2 separate regions of the Capsicum annuum genome follow, and region 1 is linked to region 2. The links are chromatin contacts, called in public Hi-C maps. All regions are on one chromosome and are shown on one strand. Each heading gives the region's core, a stretch centred on a gene start, on an enhancer-like site or on the middle of the called end of the contact. The rest is flanking DNA. Distances are from core to core; before and after follow the strand shown. Region 1 holds the start of LOC107863414 (UDP-glucuronate 4-epimerase 2). Region 2 holds the start of LOC107863421 (protein LPA2).

Region 1 (4,229 bases), core at 1,501-4,000, 460 kb before region 2:
TGTTGAATCAATAACCTCTTAAGAAATATACTGCTATAATTTACCCGGCAAGCGTGTTGAAAATAAGAATTCTCGAGGTAGTTTTGAGTAAATACTACTTTATATTGCATTACGTTAAAACGAAAAACAAATTCATGAACTCTTCTGCAGTGTGTTGTTTTCCATTGTATTTTGTTTTATTGCTATTCCTTATCTTATCTTAGATTGCTTTGTTTTATTCTTATCTTGCTTTAGATTGTTTTATTGTTTTATTTTGAGCCCGGGGTCTATCGGAAACTATCTTTCCATCTCACTTTGAGGTAGTGGTATGGATTGTGTGCACTTACCCTCCCCAGATTTCACTTGGGAATATACTGGGTATGTTGTAATTTGCCAAAGTCCATAAAATCAATGAGCAGTTAGTTTTTTGAGGTAAACATCAAGAACTTATGTGAGCACTACAGTAGTAAGTGTTTTTTTTGGTCCTAAAAAAGATGAGCCATTGTCATTTGTCAGGTTCTCTTGGACATCGAAATGCTGCTTGGCTTGGCTAGTTCGGTGATATTTTGCTGCAAAGGGAATGTATCCAAGGCGTCTATCAACATACATCTATTAAGTTTGATCAACTCACAGAAGTACCTGAATTCAAGTGACCAAACTGTATCGACACAATTAAGAAGTAATCATCTACCAAGAAGTGAATTTCTTTCCCCTAAAAGGAACGAAGCGACTAAGAAAAGAATGCAGTATGATTTATACAAACAAATACTGCACATGCTTCCAGATCGACTTGCAAGCAATGAACTAGGAAGTACCATTCACACAAATCACAATCATAGAGAGAGGAATAGAAGACATGAAAAAATGGAAGCACATTTTGATGGAACCGCAGTTCATTAACACTGTGAGATCATTAGCATGATGAATCCCCCTAACTGAAAGTAATTAATACAGCTTATCCAAGAAAAAAGAAAGTAACAACAAAAAATTAAAACGCTTATATACAAGCTTTTGATATATTCCTCGTGGTACGCATCTAAATCAATAAGTCTTCTTTTCACTAATTGAATAGTAATCAAGATACCAATTAACGAATTTCTGTAGTCCCATCTGCAAATCTGTAGTTGGTTTATATCCAAATTCCTTTTGCGCATAACTGATATTAGCATGAGTAAACATCACATCCCCATTTCTTGGCAATGGCAAGACATTTCTTTTAGCCTTTACCTCGAGCAATTTCTCTAATATGCTAACTAACTTGGTAACCGGAACTGGTGAAGTATTCCCCAAATTAAACACTCTTAATTGCGCATCTTTCTTCTTCTTTCCACCACTTCCTGTGCTCTTCTCTGCTGTATCCAATGCCCCTAAACACCCTTTCACTATATCATCAATGTAGGTAAAATCCCTTGCTACACTTTTGTTATTTGAACCTTGAAAAACCGAAATCGCCTTTCTTTTTAGTATGTCCTTTGTGAAGAAGAAATACGCCATATCTGGCCGTCCCCACGGTCCATAAACAGTGAAGAATCTCAACCCTGTAATCGAAAGACCATAGATATGATTGTACGTATGTGCAATCTCTTCACCAGCCTTCTTTGTGGCGGCGTATAGACTCGCTGGTTGATCCGTTCGATCTTTTTCTGAGAAGGGTACTTTGGTATTCAGCCCATAAACAGAGCTGGATGATGCCCAAACAATTGCAGGTTGCGGATTAGCCGATTTGGAGGCCTCGAAAAGGCTAACGAGACCTGCTATATTGCTGTGGATGTAAGAACCAGGATTCTTCATCGCGTAACGAACGCCGGCCTGTGCAGCTAAATGCATTACGTGGGTAAATGCAACAATGTCGAAAAGCTTTTTAAGCAGTTTATTCTCATTGATATCTCCTTCAATGACGAAAACCCCTTTCTCTTCCAACAGTTTCTGACGGGCTCTTTTCAACGACGGGTCGTAATAGCTGTTGAAATTGTCGAGTCCAACGACGCCATCACCACGGCGTTTGAGGGCGGCGGAGACATGGGACCCAACGAAACCGGCGGCGCCGGTAACAAGTACGGAGAAATGACCGGAACGTGAACGGGCAGAAAGTTTTACCCGCTTTTCCCATTGTGGGTTCCCATCCCATTTCACTTTGGGATAAACGGTTTGAGAACCAGACGGAGGATGAGAGTGGAAACACATGAAAAGAAGGGTACCTGCAAAAAGGGTGGTCCAAAAGACAAGCTTCGTTATTGAATATGTCCATCTCCGGTGCTTGTCCATGTTCATTTTTTTTTTTCCGCTCTCTCACACAATTGATGGCTAAATTGGCAGTACGAATATACAATCTACAACAACAAGAAATGCTTCATTCTCCGAGAACATGGAGAAAAATCTTGACAACATAAAATGGGGGCTGAAATTTGAAATTCAAAAGTGAATGGTAGGAACTATAATATGGGAAAGGATAATATAGGTATTTCTTGAAAAGCGGGTGAGGAATATTATTAACAGAAAGAGAGAAAGAGAAGGGGGAGGAATAGAGGAATATCGTGTGCAAATGAGTCAAAAGAAGAAGAGTGGGGGTTTGTTTCTGTACATGTGGAAAAGAGAGAAGAATATGAGAGAGAGGGGGAGAAAACAACCGTTAAGAGGGGGAAAAGAGGTTAGGATGAAACTTGCAAGTCTGAGACCGTACGTACATCATCGTCACGGAGATAAATTAAATATCTTTTCTCACCAAATTGACCGTAAGGGTGTAGTCTTGTCCCTTTTCTCATTTCCATCACTAATAATTCCTCCTCCTGTCTTATTAATCTGGTTTGGTAGGTGGAATAAGATCAAATATTTCTGAACTAAATTTTGGATAAGTTTATTTTGTCAATTAAATAATGTATACATTTAATCTTAATTTAATCATAAGAATATGAAATTATTTCATTTCAATCTTTCAACTAAGATAAATTAGTTCACAAATTATAATTTTGGAATTACAATTTCAGGATAATTTAATCCTTGTTAGTTATTTGAGAGTTCTGAATTTAAATGCCGTAGAAAAAATTTAAGTAGATCAAAATAAAATCTACAAAAAATACATTTAATTTAATAGATAATTATAGGAATTGGATGCTCGACTATTTTATTTGCAAGAAAATTGGCTCAGCTTTATCAAAATTACTCAAACAACAATAAGAAGGATATATCTATCTTCTGTTAAAAGTGTGAGAGAAGATTCTCTCTCAATGCCCCAATCGACGAAAGTACCGCCGACCCAGCTACTAGTACCGCCAGAACCACAAGACATGGTGCCAATTGAACAACACCAAACAAATGCTGTAACCTCCTCAATTCAGTGCGACAGTTTCAAAGACAAGTTGCTAAACAAAACTTGCTCCATCAATAAGAATTATGATTACAAGATGGGAAAGCGCCCAATCGGAGCAAATAAAGATAACGACATAATCGATCTATCAGAGGAAGACAAAGCTTGAATCTACCGACCATGGCAATTCTTAGTAATTGTTAAGCTATTCAATAAAAAACTAGCACATAATTATTTAAAAACCAATTTACAAGACACATGGAAGCCAACAGAACCCCTTATCCTCATTGATTTGGGAAATGACTTTTATACAGTCAAATTTACTAGGTCGGAGAATATGCTGAAAGCCCTCCATGGCGATCCCTGGTTTGTAACTGACCACTTCCTGTCAGTTAGGCAATGGGAGCCAAATTTTGCACCTCACGAAGCAACATAAACTCACACAGCAATATGGCTCAAACTACCGCAACTACCGACTGAATTCTACGACCAGACAATCTTGGAACGGATAGGGTCGAAACTGAGAGCTCTGCTGAAAATCGATACATGCACATCCTCCACTCTATGAGGAAGGTATGCACGCATATGCATCCATGTTCTACTGGATGTTTCTCTAAAAACCCAGGTGACCATTGACAGTCACCAACAACGAGTTTTTTATGAAGGAGAAAGAATTCTCTGCACTAGATGTGGTAGACTCGGCCATAATGCCACAAACTGTATCCATGGCAGGCCTATAATCACCATGGAAGCTGGACCATCTAAACCCACTCCCACTCAAAATTTCTCTGAGGAAAATGACGCAGATTATCTCCTTCTAAAAAAGAAGATCCCCACCAAAACACATATCACCAAGCCATGGACGCAAAATAACACAGCAGGACAATCAGCCCAGGTAAAAATGGACATGGCCAGCCCAGGTACGCCCACTGCTACTCAACTGCTT
Region 2 (4,284 bases), core at 917-3,416:
ATTTGTAATTCTAAAATTATTGGTGGTAGTTTGGTGCATGGTGATGGTGCTGATGTTGGAAGGTGGAGTTGGTGGAGGGAGAAGAAGAAGGTTAAAAAAAATTACCAAAGAAAAAAAGCTTACCAGTGGTAGTTAAAGGTGGTGGAACGTGGACTTGGTGGAGGAAGAAAAAGGGAAGAAGAAGAAGAAGTAGAAGAAGGTAAAAAAAATTGAAAAATCATAAAACAGAGCTTCTCACGCGCCTAAGTTTCGTGCAACACACACAATGTGCTATGTCAGCAAAAGGTGGCAAAATGAGACACTTGGACACTTGTTTAGGTGCTTAAAATGAATAATGGTTGGTTGAGGTGCCAAAATGAAAGTTCGTGCCAAGTTTAGGGGGTTGGCAATGTGTTTGGCCTATTTTTTACAGCACTTTTTTAATGCTATTTCAATAATAAGCTCAGCATCTTTGAAAAAACAATGTGACAGAGTTATCCTTTGTATTACTTACAATTAATAACTATATCTAGTTTTCATTTTCTATTGAGAAAGGTGATGTAGTTGTTACCATCATTATTTTTTTTCTCAACTCAAGTGTGCTTTCATATCTGACTGATGCACTTAGTTAAGGCACAGCCATGTCATATAAGTCATAGGCATATCACTATTTTTCATAGATGTAATGCACATTACTGATTTCAAAAGATCACCCTGGGAGTAAGAGATCATGACTTAGAAACATCATTAAACACAGGAAATGTTCGTTCGTGATATATCCCAAGAATAATTAGGAAACATCATGTAAAGTATATTAGCTTATTGCTACCCAATGACATAATTTGAGTATGCAGTGGGGTGATGTAAAAAAAATCATACTAGTGAATTAAAACAGGTAATAGAGTGACACACTAAGATTTTGAACATGTGATCTAAAGCAACTTTTGAACTCCTTTGCCACTACAATAGAATCTTCTCTTATGTTAAGGGGATTCAACAGTTCATATATAACAAAAAGAGTTTGTTTTTGACTGATTTGCACAGTAAAATTTCTGAATTTCCGATGAAGGGAATTGAATTGAACTCTTCCCCTCTATTTAGCTGCGCTCTTACTTATAAATGGGAAGAGGCAACCAAGAACAAATAGAGACTAGACACATATACAAGTAACCTGTGCATCTAAAACAAGTACTAGAGTGTCACACCTAGGATTTGAACATGTGATCTAAGCAACTTTTGAACCCCTTTACCACAACACTAGTCTCTTATGACAAGGGGATTAACCAAAACAGTTTGCTTTGCCCTATTTGCACAGTACAATTTCTGAATTTCCTGATGAAGGGAATTTAATTGAGAACCTGGGCCTAACTCAGCCAGGAAAGATAGCTCACGAGGAAGGATTGCGCAAGTACATATAAGCAAACCACTGGTCCATCCCCACCCCCCACCCCCCAAACCAATGTGGGAAATCTAACCAACTCTAACAATAACCAAGAACCTAAAAGTTAATCAGATAATCACTCACTTATCAAAAGAAAAGAAGCTACTCTTTATATTTACTAAGCGTGAAGAAAAAAGGAGCGAAATTAGAAAATGCAATTAAAGGGTGGGCAATGATTTTACCAGAGGCAGCAAGGAGAATACCCTCTACAAGGATAATTCCGCCAAGTCCTAACCAAGCAAGAAGAAAAGCACTCTCATTTTTCTGAAATTCCTTCGATTCCACCGCTGGTTGGGTAGCAAAACTGGGCTTCTGAATGGGTTCTCGTCGAATAATTGTGTCCCTCTCTCTTTTCCCCTTTTGTTGTTTCTTCTTCGATGTCGAAACAGATGAGCCAAAACCTAAGGAACTCGAGCTGGAGCTGGTGGCCTTCTTGGTCACCGTAGATGATGATGATGATGATGGGGTGTCCTCTCTAGATTTACTATCATCAGAAGAAGAAGTGTCCTGGAATTTGATGGACAAATTTCTGAGGGGATGCGGGTAGGTGTGGGAGTACTGGAGAAGAAGATGAGGTCCCTTGGTATGTGGTGAGTTCAATAGTAGCGCCATTTTCAGTTTTGTTTGTTCAACTCCCTCTTTTTCTTTTCTTTTTTCCTTCTTTAATTATCACCCCCAAATCAATTGGCTTTTGGATGGGATCAAGTAGAATACAACCGTACAACATTAGAAGGACGAAAATATTTTCTTCGGAAAATAAAGTGAGTTTCTCATTTGTTTTTTTAATTGAAAAATATTTTCTTTGATACTGGATTATGGTAGGTGTGCATTGGTCGGTTTAGTTCGATTTTATGTATTATTGGTTCAGTTTATCAATTTTTGTTTTTTAAATATACAAAATCAATAAGATATTCTTATCGGTTTTCGATTTTTGGTGTTTAACGGTTCGATTTTCGGTTTAACCGATAAGAAAATATTCATAAAATAAAAATAGTAACAACCAAAAAAAAAAAAACTTAGTTGCTGCCAAAATTATAAGCAATGCGTTTTAGTTTATAAGAATCTTCAAATTTGAACTGAATGTTAGTTTGGAAAAAAACTGAATCCTAATTATTGAAAGCAACTAAATCCTTCAAGCTTTCCAATACGACAACACCCAAGCTTTGTATTATGTCTTTGTTGTACTGAATAGGTTAATACTTTATAAATCTGAATAAGTAGTGTGTGTGTATATATATATATATATATATATATATATATATATATATATATATATATATATATATATATATATATTATTAATATAAATATTTATATATATAACACAAATAGAAGTAAAACAATAATTTAGTGTATCCTTAAACCGATAATCCAACAAGTTAAAATCAAAATCGAACCGCTTACCCAATAAAATTTTTTATAAACCAATAAAAAATCGTTAACCCAATAACATTTTTATCGGTTTGGTTTATTGGTTGGTTCGGTTCTTGCACACTCTAAATTAAGGAATTAGTGCACCCTTCAAAACAACATAGCAACATTCTTTTGAAAATTTAAAAAAAAATCTATTTGAGGAGAGATGAGAGATATTTTGTTCCACTACAGAAAATTATTTGATTCTTGTCTTTCAAAAAAGTTTTATGACATACCCAAATAATCATTTATAGGATTTAATGATTCCTAACAACGAATTCATCTCTTTCAGAGTGATAATAAGTGAATATTTTACTTACTTTTTAGTGTTTGATAAGTAAATTACATTGTCTTAAAAATAAGCAAAATAGCTTGATGGATTCTTGTACTTGGTCTAATTTGTAAAGTGGATACTCTTACTTATACATTTGTCATCTGAACCACGCAATTCAATATTTTAAACTCTTATTTGCTCATGTGGCATTAATTTGATGATTTGGCAAAATGGGTGTAAAACACGCGCATTTTAGCGTGTGAAGCCAATTTTTTACCTCTAATTTTTTTAAAATAACTGTAATTTTTTAAAAAAGAAATAAAAAAGGACCCTTCTTCTTCATCCCCCACCTCCCGCACCAGTCTCATTCCCCATTCCTCTATTTTTTACTTCTTCTCCATCAAATAAACTGCTACACATACATACACGAAAAACAGGGGAGGGGAGCAAATACTCCATAGACGAAAAAAGGGATTTAGAGGAGGAAAATAGTAGGCAAAAATTAGGAGAAAGATAGAGAAAAATCAAATAGATCGAGAGAGAAATAGAACAGGGAGAGGGAAATTGAGTGAAAGAAAAAGAGTTGGTCGGAGAAAAATAGAGAAAGAGTAATCAGAAAAGAGTGACAATCAAAGAAAATAGTGAGAAAAATAGAGTGAAAAAAAGGAAGAAACAACAGTTTAGGCCACTCGAATTTTTCGGCGAAATATCGCCAAAAACACCATCTTAATCGGCGACCAAACGACCCCTGTTGTTGACTCCGGTGACAATCTTTTGAAAATTGCTAACCTCCCACCCCTGCACCAGCCCATCTCCCTCACCCTGCACCAAATACCCCCACCAGTTCCCCACTTTCCTCATGACTTTTTTTTTTACAAAAAAATTTATAATTTTGTCATATAATAGAAACTCCCTTTACTATTATTATTATCTGATATCTATGTCGGCGACGGCAGAAGACTGTTGCTCTGCTTGATCGATCTCATCGGCTTGGTCACCACAACTTTTCGATTCTGACAGGTTTGCCGCCACGATGCTATTGGCGGTGTTGACCGTAGTGCTAGAATTGTCAGCCATAGGAAGAGAAAAGAGAGTAGGAAAGTAAAAAAAAAAAGAGTAAGTAGTATAAGAAAGATTATATATTTAAATATTTAATTTCCTATGTGGCATGTACGTG

Evidence for each region. Hi-C and Micro-C count contacts between places; a contact is called where the count stands out from the background.
Region 1: a Hi-C map of leaf shows a contact between it and region 2, with 2.7 times the contacts expected there. The contact joins the promoter of LOC107863414 here to the promoter of LOC107863421 in region 2. A contact is called at or near these places in 4 of 5 Hi-C or Micro-C datasets (bud, leaf and placenta).

What each region holds. Positions count from the first base shown.
Region 1 is chr3:197,865,812-197,870,040 of UCD10Xv1.1, reverse strand. It overlaps LOC107863414 (UDP-glucuronate 4-epimerase 2), which reads right to left and starts at 2,750. Exons shown (of 1, transcript XM_016709317.2): 1 at 830-2,750. The coding sequence starts at 2,250. The coding sequence ends at 1,021.
Region 2 is chr3:197,403,401-197,407,684 of UCD10Xv1.1, reverse strand. It overlaps LOC107863421 (protein LPA2), which reads right to left and starts at 2,166. Exons shown (of 2, transcript XM_016709330.2): 1 at 1,603-2,166. The coding sequence starts at 2,032.